Regions from separate parts of the Rattus norvegicus genome. Here region 1 is linked to region 2. The links are chromatin contacts, called in public Hi-C maps. All regions are on one chromosome and are shown on one strand. Each heading gives the region's core, a stretch centred on a gene start, on an enhancer-like site or on the middle of the called end of the contact. The rest is flanking DNA. Distances are from core to core; before and after follow the strand shown. Region 1 holds the start of Tbx2 (T-box transcription factor 2). Region 2 overlaps Bcas3 (BCAS3, microtubule associated cell migration factor).

Evidence for each region. A called contact is a pair of places that touch in the nucleus more often than the background predicts.
Region 1: a contact with region 2 is called in a Hi-C map of Schwann cells, with 5 times the contacts expected there. The contact joins the promoter of Tbx2 here to the enhancer-like site in region 2. A contact is called at or near these places in 2 of 12 Hi-C or Micro-C datasets (Schwann cells and hepatocytes).

Annotation. Positions count from the first base shown.
Region 1 is chr10:71,173,583-71,180,912 of GRCr8, reverse strand. Tbx2 (T-box transcription factor 2) reads right to left here and starts at 3,831. Exons shown (of 7, transcript NM_001401806.1): 1 at 3,132-3,831; 2 at 1,798-2,065; 3 at 613-759. The coding sequence starts at 3,526. All of the region lies in intron 1 of LOC134480843 (large ribosomal subunit protein eL21-like), which reads left to right.
Region 2 is chr10:71,023,592-71,030,052 of GRCr8, reverse strand. All of the region lies in intron 24 of Bcas3 (BCAS3, microtubule associated cell migration factor), which reads right to left. The region is part of intron 1 of LOC134480843 (large ribosomal subunit protein eL21-like); the gene reads left to right. Among named protein-coding and RNA genes, the nearest start is that of Tbx2, 150 kb to the left of the region's middle. Within about 2 kb of position 4,607, at least 2 of the 93 cell types and tissues checked have an H3K27ac peak or open chromatin away from gene starts, as enhancers often do. A contact at or near this core is called in Schwann cells, where this site is marked.

The DNA of each region.
Region 1 (7,330 bases), core at 2,582-5,081, 150 kb before region 2:
CACCTAGTTTATAAAGACACAACCAAAGACACTGGGACCTTCTCATTTAATCCAAGGCGATCTATGAGGGCCATTTCAGCTAAGGAGAATTCTCCCAGCCTCTCCCAAAGGACCTAGGGCCTGGATGGACTCAGACAAGTGGCTTAGAGGAGCTCGCCAGGGGCTGTGCCACCTGTCCCACTCTTTGGCTCCCTTGGAGAGTAAAAATTGGACCCTGAGTTCCTAGCATCTGTAGAGCTTGGGCAGATTGCCCCAGGCGCCCTCTTTTCATTTAGATTCCCAGTCCTGAGCCAAGAAATGAAGGAATAAAATGTAAAAATGTCAGCGGGAGCCTGAGTCTCTACTAATTGCTAAGTAAACATCTCCACTCCAACTCCGGCCCAGCTGTTTGAGTGCCTCAGGGGAGTGTGTCTGTGTGGGTATGAGGGGGAGCCCGGGGGATTTATGTGGGTGCTGCTCTTCTGAATCTGAGTGGGCGGTGAGTACTTGAAGCTCTCTGCGATGCTGCTGCTACCAGGTGGGTTTGAAGGGAGGGTTGGAGACTGTAAATATTGGGGGGGGGATGTAGATGGATGCAGGGGCCAAGTCCACTCCCCCCTACCCCCAGCACACCTTGTCATTCTGGTAGGCAGTGACAGCGATGAAGTCAGTCTCTGGGAAGACATAGGTGCGAAAGGTACTGTATGGGAGCTTCAAGATGTCGTTGGCTCGCACGATGTGGAAGCGCGGCTGGTACTTGTGCATGGAGTTCAGGATGGTCTGTGAGGAGCAAGAGGTTCAGCCTGCAGTTCCCTGCCCTAGGCCTAAAGCTTTCTGCTATTGGACTGATCTCTCTCTCTCTCTCTCTCTCTCTCTCTCTCTCTCTCTCTCTCTCTCTCTTGTTTTTTTTTTTGTTCATTTGTTCACCTGCACTTCATTTTATATTTTCTCATGCTCCCCCCCCCCCTTTTCACAGCTACTCTTTCTTTCTCTTACAACTCCCAGTTGGAAAAAGAAATGAAACAAAACAGAAACAAACAAATAAAATCCATCCCCATTCGTTGACCTCACTTTTCCCTGGCATTACTGGGTCCTGAGATACTAAGGAAAGAAAGTGTGTGTGTGTGTGTGTGTGTGTGTGTGTGTGTGTGTGTGTGTGGTGTGTATTGTGTGTGTATTGTGGTGTGTGTGTGTGTGTGTGTGTGTGTGTGTGTGTGTGTGTGTGTAGGGGTGCTTAAGGGCTAGCTATAATGCACTAGGAGATTCTCTTTGCCCAAGGAACTCCCTAGCACTTGCTAGGACCTTGGCTCAGTCAGAAATGGGGAGTCCCTCCTTATTTTCCATGCCTGGGCATCCGCCTTAATGGAGGGAAGATCTCCCGAAGGCTGGATGAGGGCAGATTTAATTTCTGGATTTCCTAATGGTAGTAAAGGTTAGCTACAGGAGGAAGCCATGGCAGGTTGTCCAAACCCTGGGTCTACACATCCTCAGCAGGGTGACCTCCACAGGACCCAGGGCAGCTTGACCCATTAACACTTGCCTCTTGACTCTAGGAGGGGCTCTCAAAATTCTGTCAGAAATTAACTGAGGTTGAGAGCAGCCTGGAGCTTTCCACAAACTGTCTACATACTTTTCCTCAGGCTTGCAGAACAGGACTCTGGAAGCCTAGGCCCAGCTTACCTGGGCCACAGAGCAGTGACTCAGACAGGGCCGCTCCAGGGGTTCAACCGATGATTCCCTCCTGAAATCCTCTAGCCTCCTTCTACCCACTCAACTGCACCCGGGTTCTCACTGTCTTCCCAACCTGCCCACACTCACGAAGCCATGCTTGTCAGAAATGTTGTTGGTTAGCTTCAGTTTGTGGAAGGCCACGGGCTTGGCCATCCACTGCTCCCCCGTGGCCGGACTGTCCGGGTGGATGTACATGCGTTTAGGCATCTCGGGGTCGGCTTTGCCTGCCACCATCCATCTCGAGTTGTGAAACTTATATCGGCAGTCATCGGCAGCCACAATGTCCATCAGCAGGATGTACTTGGCCTTCTTGTCCAGGCCGCTGACTCGCACCTTGAAGGGGGGGAACATCCGCCTCGGAGGGAGGGAAGGGGGATATGCCATTGGGACCCGGGTCTTCTTGGCCCCTTTGCCTTCCCCGTGGTGTGACACCCTGCCTGAAGTCTCCCCATCTATGTTCCCCATCTATGTCCTCTACTTGTGCTGTGCTCCTAGTGCTACCAGGAAGACCCGACCTGTGTTTGTTACTCCCGAAACATCTCCTTTCTGCCGGCCAGACCCTGTTTTGTAAAGTCTTGGATTAGTTTTGCACTCAGATCTGGGAACCTTTCCTCCACTCTGATCCGAGATGAGGGTTGATGCCCAGGAAAGGAAACTAGGCCCTTTAGAGATACCCTGGGTTTTTCTGAATGGCCCAGAGATTCGTAGAGAGGAAATAAACTATTGGGACAGGCTCAAAGAAATAAACTAGCAAGGTCTTTGTCTGGGGAAACGATTTAGAACCTTAATCAGGGAACCTTAGCCTAGAATTTCGGGGGAACAGGGTGAACCCGAGGCCTGGACTTTCAGTGCTGGGAGGATTGGGGATTGTGTTTTTCTCCTGGCTTTAAGGCCTCAAGAGGTGACTGGTCCAGAGCTCCAAGCTCCAAGGACAAGCAAGATTCTCTCCAAGGCCTAGCTGTGGGCTCAACAACTCTCTGCCAGAATCAAGTGGTCGGTCTGGAGCTAGCAGGAGTCGGGATGCTAGTCACATTATGGACTCCGGTGATCGGTGGAGAATCCGGGTAAGGTTCCTTCTCTTAGGAACTCGGAGACCGACCGGGATACAGAAAAGCGAGACCGCAAGGGGCGGAGGAGCCCCTCCAGAGTCGAGCCACAGAGGCTTTGAGACTCAGAAAGGTTAGGAATATTCTTTAGGAGAGTGTTTTCGTTTTATTTCAATCGAGAGGTGTTTGCTTTTCTTTTTCTTTTTTAATTCGCTCCGGAGTCAAACGAAAAAAAAAAAGTCAGTTTGCTTGTCTGTGGAGAAGAGCGTGGCGCCAGGGCCGGAGCGTGGAGAGCCTAGAGTGCATCGGCCCAGTGCTGGTGGGTGCTGTCCGATCCCCGAGCCCTCCCGCCCGCCGGTCTCCCGGCCACCCTACCTCCCGGACTTGGTGATGACCATCTCGGTGCCCAGCTTGTGGAACTGGTCCCACAGCTCCTTGGCCTCCAGCGTCACCTTGGGGTCGTCCTCCACCTCGTCCTCGGGTTCCAGGCTCTTGAGCGAGCGCAGATGCGCGGCGGGCGGGTGCGGGCCGAGTGCCGAGACGTGCAGCCCCGCCTCGGCTGCCGCCGCCGCCGCTGCAGCCGCGGCCGCCGCCCCCGCCAGGCCCGGGTCGGGCAGAGGCTTGGCCAGCGCGCCGGGCGGCAGCGCTAGCGCCGGGAAGAAGGAGGGCTGCGCTGCCGCCAGGAAGGCGGACATGGGGAAGTCGGCGGGCCGTGGCGCGTGGAACGGATGGTAAGCCATGGCGCTGGCTGCCAGCGCCGGCTCTCTCATCGGGACATCCGGCCCAGGCACCCGGGAGCCGGGGCCGGGGCCGGGGGCGCGCGCCTCGGACCCCCGGCCCGGGCGGCGGCGCGCGCGGAGGACAGACGGCCCGGGCGGCGGGCGCGGCAGCGGCTTCTCCCGGCTCCCCGTCCCGCGCACCTCAAGGGGCGCGGGGCTCTGGACGCGGGGGCGGAGGGGGCTCTGCGCGGGGCTGGGCTGGGCTGGCCGACTCCGGCGCCGGGGACCACGCGCGACTGGTTAGATCTTGTCCTGATCTCTGGAAAACTGTGACTATCTCACATGTCCTGCCCTGTTCGGATCCCCTGCGCTAACGAGCCAGGCCCCCCTTGATTGCTGATTTTACGCTTTTTGGACCAATTGTGGGTCTCCGGGGGCGGGGTTTTGACAGCTCAGGCCAAGCTCTGGACGGGAGGGGGGGCCAGGGAGAAGGTGTCGGAAGCCTCAGCAGTAAGAAAACATGTCAACAGAATAAAATATTAACCAATGACGGGCCGGCGGGCCCCGAGACCCCTCCCCCTGGCCTGGCCCCCACCTCGTCGTCCGCGCCGGCCGCTGCCTGGGCGAGGGCTGGAAAGCGCAGAGGGCCGATCTGACCCGCCGAAAGGGCCTGAGGCAGGGGGCGCCCGGATCCCAGGGCCTTGGGGAAGGACCCCTAGCCGCATGCCGGCCCCAAGTGCAAAGCATTGACACGTTCGGGAGAGGAGAGGGGGCGCCCTTTCCCTCCCGCGCCGGGAGTCCCGGCCGCTTTGGCCTGCGCCCCAGCCTGGCCTCCCACCCCACTCCCGGTCACCGCCCCGGGTCCATGCACTTCGGAGGGAGGCTGCGGGCACTGGAAAGCGAGGCCGGTGGGCGGGCAAGTCAGGAGGCTCGGGCGACCGAGGTCCCGGAGCCGAAATCAGGTGGCCGGAGCCGGTGAGTGGGGAGCCACGGCAGAACCCTGATGGGGCCGGCACGGGCGGGAGCGGGACGCGGCCTTGCACTGGAGAAATGAAGGGACCCCCCCCTCCTCACCTGCTCCTCCCCTCATAGACTCAGGAACTGGGGTTACAGGCAGGCCGGCATTTAGCCTAAAGTAGGTATGTGTCAGGTCCTAAGTCAAAACCTTCTGGCGAGTTGGGGAATGGATCCTTGGGGCCAGATAGGTGAGCGCACCTTCTACAGAGCCCAAGGCGGTACCGCGCTAGCCGATCCTAGAACTCAGATTCTCCACACGCGCCAGAACGAATTTTCGCCGCATCCGGTATTGGAGATGCAAGCTTATCTCTTCCTAAACACTGGCATCTTTCCTTCACCTCCAGTTACTTCTCTAGAGTTTGTTTCCGTCTTTTGGAAGCTCAAGGCCCCCTAGTTCAGGAATGCTGAGTAATGCGGGTGGGAATCGAGGTGTCTGCCAGCATGTGTGAACACCCCTTTCGACAATCAGTCTTCGTTTGCTCTCTGGCAACGGCCCCAATGCATCTTCGTGTGTGTGTGTGTGTGTGTGTGTGTGTGTGTGTGTGTGTGTGTGTGTGTGTATTTTGTGTCCAGTGTGGTGCCCTCCGTACACATTGAGAGCCATAATCAGGTGTGTCCAGAGTAAAAAGATCATACACTTGCCCATTTATGGCTGGTGCTCCGACCCTTGTGCTTGTTGGGGAGGGGAGGCAGGGTATGCACTAGCCACAGTGGACCCTCCCACCCACCCAACCAGTATAAGCAAATTCTGCCCTGTGCTCGCATGGTGGGTGCCCTGTGCTCGCTCATCAGTGGCCCAGGCAGCTCGCCCCTCTGCTACGTACACCAGGTCTCCGGGCACTTGGTAGCTGACCGCCCAGAAAGGCGTTTAAAAGCTAGTCGCCCCCGGCAGTACGGGGTTGAAACCAGCAGGAGTCGTTTGGCCTCCACGACCTTTTTTCCTATACATCTGAGCCAACCACCAGGAGCTTGTAATTCTTCATAGCCCTGTGCGCGCCTGCCCCACTAGGTTTTTCTTCAGGACCTTACTCTTGGCTAGGTCGCTTTTTCTCATTTTTTTCTCTGCCCATAATGAATCTTCAGCTCTAGTTCGCAGCTGGTGTGAGATCCATGGCAGCTTTGCATTGGTTCCAATTTAGACAGGATGTGGCTCCTCCAGGAGATAGGTGTCTGAACAACACACTTAGGCAGTTAGTGAGGCGAACAACAACAACAACAACAACAACAAAGTCAGGTCAGCTTTCCGAATTAGTTGTGTGTGTGGGATCAGGCACTTTAGTACCTTGTAAAAATGTGTATGTATTGAAGTATGTATGTATTTTTGGACATTTTTCCTGGATAGCATACTGTAGCTGGTCTACCCGTTTAGGCCCGAGATTTGAAACACGAAGGTCTGAATTATTGGTCCTCGAAACCGGGCAGCTGTCGCCCAGTGGCTACATTAGGGGATCTGAATCCCACTTAAGTTAAGGACCTGACCTGCGACTGGTCAGACACTTTTTCCCTGCCTCCCCGGCAGGTTGGGATTCCACCAACCGCTCCAGCCCACCACCACACAGTCACCTGGAGAACCTGCCTTAGCCACTCTTAAGATTCTTTATCGACCCATCCCCAAACTTTCTTAGAATATCCTTGGATCATCGAAAACTGGCGCTGGGGCGGCCCAAGCAGCCTCTTGAGCGGCGCCTTGCGGCCCGCAGCTCCTGCTCCGCCCTACCCCCGCCTGGGTCTACCCCCCACTCCTCTCCCCTTCTCAGGAACAGGCGCCCCTGGGGGAGTCCCCCGGGCAGAGTGTGCGTGTCTCTTTAAGAGGCCCCGGGGGGCGCCTCGCGGGCCGCCCGGGGCTGGAGGGGGAGGGCACGGGCGAGGGCGCCTGGCGCCAGGCGGCCGAGGCTCCACAACAAAGCTCCGGCCCCTGTCACTTCGCATCGGCCGGGACCCGCAGACGGGTGGGGGACGCGCGCTCTGCCGCCCCTCCCTCTCCCAGGCAGTCCTGGGCCGGGGCGTCGGGCAGGCGCTGGCTTCGCGGTTCCAGGCCCCTTTCACGTGGTTCTTAGTCTTAGCTTCCCGCAACCAAACCGAGCACCAGTAGCCCGGGCCAGAGGGGACTGCGTTCCCAAGCCTGGCAGGGCTGCCGGGTTCATCTTTTGGCCGGGTTACATCGAGAATGGTCTCGCATAGGTCCCTGTAGGTATCTGCACGCATGACCCGCGTGGAGTGGATGCGGGAATGCTGGGGGATGTGTGGTCCTGTGGCAGAGTTGAATGAGGGGCACGTGAGCGCCAAAAACTGGGCACTAAGCACGCCTTGACATATGAATGTGTCTGGAAAAAGCTGGGGTGACATGAGTGGCCCTATGCGTCGGACAAGTGGTCGGTAGAAGACACTAGGCGCATTCGTTGTTTCCATCCATGGCTTCTCCACCGGACCCGCGCCTCTTGGAGCCTTGGCGCCAGCTAGCCCGGTTAAGCAGTAGGGCTGGGCTCCCCCGCGGTCCTGGGTCTGGCCAGGCTGGGGGCCGCGGCCTCGGTGACCCCAGCCCCCGGCGGCCCAGCCTATCCCGTCCACTTAAACAAATTGCGGCTGACAGGCGCGCAGTCTCCTTGGAGCCGCAGCTCGCCGGTCGCCTCTCTCGTCCCAATTACCCAGCGCAGGGTCTGGCCAACAAGCTGGGGTGTGGCAGGCAACGCGGGAAGAGTGGGCTGCCGGACCTTCCTTCTGGTCACGGTGTGGCCCTAGTCTGGTGCCAGGACCAGCCGCGGGGCCACTTCCTTGTCAGCCTCTGGGAAGCATTGGAACTGTTACCTCCTGTGTGGCCCACTGCCTGCCTGCTTTCCA
Region 2 (6,461 bases), core at 3,358-5,857:
TATTTAGGAGGCAGAGCCTTGCTTTGATGTGACAGAGCCGTGCTCCACTGCCTGTTCTGTGTCCTGTGTGCTGATAGAATGTGACCAGTCACTTCCTGCTCGTCCTGGGCTTTCCTTGCCACTGCAGACATTACATTTCTGGTAGGGTAAAGCAACATGAACCTTCTTCTTCAAGCTGGTCTGTCTAGAGGTATCTTAACACAACAACAGGACAGTCAGTCACACACAGTAGTAATTCTTTTTTAAGTTCCCTGGGGCAGGAAGTAGTAGGAAGGACATATCCACCCTGGCACAACAAATGAAACCAGGGCATAGGTACATTGGGACCCATGGCAATCCTAGCTGAGCTCCTGTTCTCACAGCACATGGAGACCTGAGATGTTATCACATAATATAAGAGGTGGCTTTTTAGAAAGATTTTATAAAAATCACGTGCACTTGTATATATTGGGGATGGGGGTTTTGCAGACAGTTGTGACTACCTGATGTGTGTACAGGGGACCAAACTTGGGTCCTCTGCAAGAAGCATGTGTACTCTTGATCGTGGTGCCATCTCTCCAGTCCCCAAGAAGCAGCTGTTTTATCACAAACAAATTAGGAGAATAGAACGAAGACATTAAGCCTATCAGCCGGACATCTTTCTTGCCTAACAAAAAATGCCAGGCTTTCTCAAATACTGGGCAGACCTGATGCTGACCCTCTTTAGTGAGAAGTGACCAGTAGCAAAATAATGAAAATGCAATGCAACTTCTCTTTGTAGCTTTGCATGCAGGAGTGTATTTCCATAAACTTTATCAGACACTGAGCAGATGAAGGTCTCAAGAGTCTTTTCTTCTTGGGCTGGGTGGTGCAGTTCACTGGTTAGAACACTTGCACAACATGTGAGAGACCCTGAATTCAATGCCCAGCATTGCAAAAGGCCCTTTTCTCTGGCTCTAAGAACAGAAAATAAGAAAAAAGCTGGGCTATTTTCTACCTTGTTACAAGAATTTAAACTAATCGCAACAATCTGAAGAAAATCCTCAGTCTCAAGTCTCCAGCTAACACATGGCCTGATTTTTGGAATGTTACTAGCAGTAGCCACTGTAGTAATGGATTCACAGTGGCCCACCCACAGGGAAATAGGAGAGGATAGAAATGGAGAAAGGCTTGATAAACCAATGAGGGTAAAGCCAGTTTTAATCTGGACGTTTCCTCCTTTAATTGCCTGGGCTCTCCTTGTCGTGGGTGGTTCAATATTGTGATGCCATGGATGGACTGAAACCACAATATTAAAGGGGGAACGACTTGGACAAGGTCAGATAATCCACAAACTCTACCTAAATCATCAGGGACTTCTTATGGCAGCATCCACACAAAACCGTGAAAGTCTCAGTGATAGCATGAGGTCTGCCACCAATATATGTTTAAAGAAGCCTGACATCTGAACATATAACTAGGGTGTTTTACAACCACATTAAGGAACAGAAGGGAGGGAAGGCGTAGGTGAATACAGGCAAAGCAGCCTGGGATGGTACATGATGAAGGAAAACCTTTCTCAAGCAGACCCCCCTCTTCCGAGGAATCTGGTTAATGGCACCAAGTCTGAAAACAAAACAAAACAAAAACCTAATGGAATAAAAATGTGGAAATTTGGAGTGTGTCCAGGATTTACCCATTCCTTCGGTGGGTCAAATAACCAGGATGGGATGAAGAGTGCTTCCGCTCTTACTTCCTGTTTATCTTTCTTTCTCAAGAAAGGGTGCATATAATTTACATTATGGGGGCAAGCCAAATTGTCTGAGCCACAGTAACTTCTGAGCACAATATTCCTCACAAATGCTTCCAAACCATCACAGAGACTGGAAGCTGGCCAGGTGGAAAAGCAATCTATTCTTTTTAGGAATCTAGACTTTTCCTATCATCAATGTGGAAGACATTGTTAAAAGCTAATGGTAGTTTTCCACCATACACACGTGGTACACATATTCACATGCAGGCAAAACACCAAACACATTAAACAAACAAATCAACCTGAGTGCACACTAGGAATGGGGGCTTTCTGGAATCCTTGTGAAATTCCTGTATTGAGTCCAGGTTGAAAATTATTGCTTTTAGAGATGGCATTTACGATGGCTGGAGCCTGAGTGAACAGAACTGACGGGCTAGTACAATGTGAGGACGGAGTACAGAAGGCACACTTCCATCCTTACCTCAAACATAGCCATTTCAGTTTGCCATTGAGTACCCTAAACCCACGTAAAGAGGCACCTCTCGGCATCACCAGCACAGGGGATGCTGGCTCCACTCCATGGAGGGGTCTGACACTTAGAGGGATCTCAAGTGATACATCAATAAAATTGCTAAAGACCTAGGAGGGAACTACGTGTCCTCTAGTTTAGATGCTCCCCGAAACACGAGACTGAACACAGGGCGTAGTGACGTCTCAAGTGTTCAGGAGGCTGAGGTGGGAGGACCGCCTGTGCCAAGGAGTTCAAGGACAACTTGGACAGCACAGCAATACCCCATCTCAAAAATAAAATAAGCAGAAAAGTAAATAAAAATGAAAATAATGGAGACATGAAGTGTTGAATGTAGGCTCCCTACTCAGGGCAAGAGTCAACAAGCTAGCTATTGTATTGGTCCTGTGATCCCGGTGACTCCTGACACAGCCTCTCCTACCACTGCACTCCAGAAGATGCCTGCTCCCTCTCATGAGAGTTAAAGCACTGGGTATAGGTGAAATTTATCCCTGTCCCCGATTCTCAGGGAGCTCAGCCAGCTCCCTAAGCTGAAAAGAATTAGATCAACTCAAGGACTGATTAAGGGAACAAGAATAATAGACAATATGTGAAATTAATCCTGGTTACTTATATTTTCTGCTTATCTGCTCCAGCTCTCCAGCTCTCCCGATTAGTCCGTTAATTTCCATCTGTTACTGGAAGGCACTTCACCGTTCGTTGTGTGGGCTGTTTCTTGAGGGTGGGCTGTGCCTGAAGTACATGCAGGTGGGAAGTCTGAGATGAAGCCAACGCCTCGGCTCCTGCTAGATGCTGCTCACCGTTAGCACACAGTTATCAGGGCACACTCGTCTGAGTACTTACCTTTTAGCCTTTTCCAGAAAAGCCACTAATGAGTTAATTCTAAAGACAGTCTATTAAAATGTCCCTATAGTTGGAATAAGCTTTGGAACTGGCTTTAGAAGGAGCCTCGAGAGGTTTACAGAATTTCTCAAAGAACTTCCTGAGTTCAGCCATCACTGGAGGCCCCTACTCTCCTTGCCTTCCAGTCTGGGAGTCTCCGCTGCCCTCCCTCCTCACTGGTCCTCACTGCCTCCTGCCACATCAGTTCAGGTCTTTCTTGTAACACTGGGGCAGTTACAGAAGGGCAGAGGCAGACTTGAATACCTCATTCAATTCTCTTCTGGCTGTTTCCTTCCTACCTGCTGGGAGTCCAGATCTGCACCCATGCTGCATTAAACCATAACCTGAAAACTCTAAATCTGTGAATTTTAATCTCTTCTCTGTCCCTCTGTCTATAATGATGATTTCCCAATGTTCATTACTTTTTAAAAACCGAGAGGCACTGGAGAGCCTGGGCTGTGTGTTTTACAGCAGGTCGGGCCACATAATGAGTTTGAGGCCAGTTTGGCGCCAACAGAGTAAGACCCCTATTTCAAATAAAGAAAAATAAAGCAACAGCAAAAAAGAAACATCCTCTGCAGAAACCTGAGGTAAGATAGTCATGGCACTAGCCTGCTTTAAATTTCCTATGGTTAGACAAATCTGCATCAAAGACATTTCTATTGAGCTAGGATTCTGTTCTGAATGTAAGAGCACCTGTACACATACAATAAAGCAGGGATTACCCATCTGGAAAGAATGGGGACAAGAAGCGGGTGAAGAACATAGAGATATTGGTAAACCTCTTGGAGGGAGCCTGGAGAAACAAAGCCAGCCAAATGCTACTGGCTACAAAAGGGGCAACCACAAAGCCAATACGTTTCCCACGGTGGTTTACAAGAGGTGCTGAGCCTGAACCTGGAGATCCACCACAGTCTCACTGTGTCACAGCAGTAAAGTTGACATTCCAGCTGCCTCATGGTGTTCATGCTCCCACCACAGATGAGTCCAGGTAGCTCAAGACAAAGAACTTTCTTCTTTCTAGATAGTGTTGGTTTCATTGATGCACCTTCTTATGTTAGAACTACTTAAGTGTCAACAAAGATGCGTTTCCCATACAACAGAGCTCTTCCCAGGTTACCATATATACAATCTTTAAGGAGCAAGTTGAGCATATAAATCTGTCAAGTCTAGAATATTCTTATTGAGTCCTACAAATGGTGGAGAACAACAGTATCCCAGTTCTTACTAACATTAGCTGCTTTGTTCCTCCTCATGGTCTCAGAGAGTATTCATAATCTTCACATCCTTACAAAATATTCAGACTCTTCAATGAAGTGAGTTTCCCACATTGTGGAAACACCCACACAGCAAACTGTAACAGTGAATGAAATGGATTATAGTCAAGTCTTTGGCAACACTCTTGATGCCAAGGCCCTGCTCTGGTGGGCAGCTTTCTCTTTAAACCTATGCCCAAACATTTAACCCAGCAAACATACTCTGAGTCATACAGGAACTGTTGAGTAGTTGATCACAGCATTTTCTGTGTGGGAGCAGACGGCTATGAAGACAATGATAGTCCCTTGGCTGAAATGTCAGGGGCATTTTGGGGGGGGGGGGATGAACTAAGAGAGAACATCCTCAGTCTAACACTGCAAATTTCTACTAGACCAAGGCACTTATGCAAGACCGACCTTGGGAGAGCCTGCCTGCTCTCCCCAGCCACCTTTACTCTGGCACAGCATGCTATTCAGCCTGCTGCTCTTACTGGGAGCAACACTCAATTCACATTAGTTTTCCAGAAGCTACTCATCCGAGGGAGGCTAACACAAAGGGGGTCAACTTGGATACCAGGACAATTGCAGCCAGAGACAGGAGGAATGAAGTCAAAGAGACCAGAGAAGAGGCTCCCAGTACTGAAAACCATATCTATGGATCTATCCATCCATCCATCCATCCATCCATCCATCCATCCATCCATCCATCCATCCATCATGTATGTATTACAACATCCATATCTTTTTTCTATCATCTATCTATCTATCTATCTATCTATCTATCTATCTATCTATCTATCTATCTATCTATCTATCATCCTTTTAGACAGGGTTTCTTTGTGTATTGCAATTAGCTTTGTAGACAAGACTGGCCTTGAGCTTGTCCACCTGCCTCTGATTCCTGAGTTCTGAGATTAAAGGCGTGTACCACCACCACCTGGCTATATTTTATTTTTAACATAGACTGATTTGCATGTGTGTAAGTGCACATTTGTGTGCGCAGAGGTTAGATGACAACCTATGTCATTCCTAAGGGATTGAGCAGTCTACCTGCTTTGTTTTGTGCTTGGGACAGAGCCTTTCATTGGCCTGGAACTCACTGAGTAGGCTACACTGGCTGGCTAGTGAGCTACAGAGCTCTGTCTCTGCTTCCCCTGGGCAAGGTTACCACAATGCTCAGCATTTCACAGATGGGTTATGGGGACTGAACACATGTTCTTGTGCCTGGACTACCACTGGGCGATCTCTGGAGCACCTTAAGAACACATACACACACATACCTAACAAATATACTTACAGTGTGTGCATATGTATGTGGTACACGTGTGTATGAGGATGTGATCATACGCATAGCATGTATATGTGAAGAGGAAGAAATTGCAACTCTACACTGGTTGTTCTCTGCCTTATTCCATATGGAGTCACTCACTGAATCTGGAGCTTGTCAGTTTTTGGCAAGGCTGGTGGCTAGAAAACCCCACAATTGGTGCTGGGATTAGAGGGCCACGTTGCCACAACAAGGTTTGTCCATGGTTGCTGGGAAACTGGATTCACATCCTGTGTTGGTGCAGCTATCTTGTTCATACCCTGAAACTGGATTTCAACAGCCTTCAATCACAAATACAAGGAATAGGGAGATGACCTTTGGTGACCATATGTATCACAACCAAAGCAGGCAATGGCTTTTGATTACAGAGAGAGAGGTAGAGCTGAGGGGATCCTCTGAGGACATGAGAAGGTCTCCTCAATGACCCTCCCCTTCTCTCTTCAGGGTAAGGAGGAACCAATGACCCATGACAGACAGGCAGTGAGCAAATCCTTTTACTTTTGAAGAATGGGGGCTATATATCCCTTCATCGTTCGGTGAGAAACCCATCTTTACTTTGAAAGAAGGAAGTCCTGAGAAAATGGGATCTCCATCTCCCTAGGCACTTCTGGCTGAGGGATGGCTAGGGGTACTAGGAGCTGAGAAGGTCCTTCAGGTCCAGGCATTCAGTATGTAATTAATTACTCAGCTAGAAAAACACCTTGTGATCCTCTGTAACAGCTGGTCACAGAGAACGTTCAGTGACTAGTGTTCAAC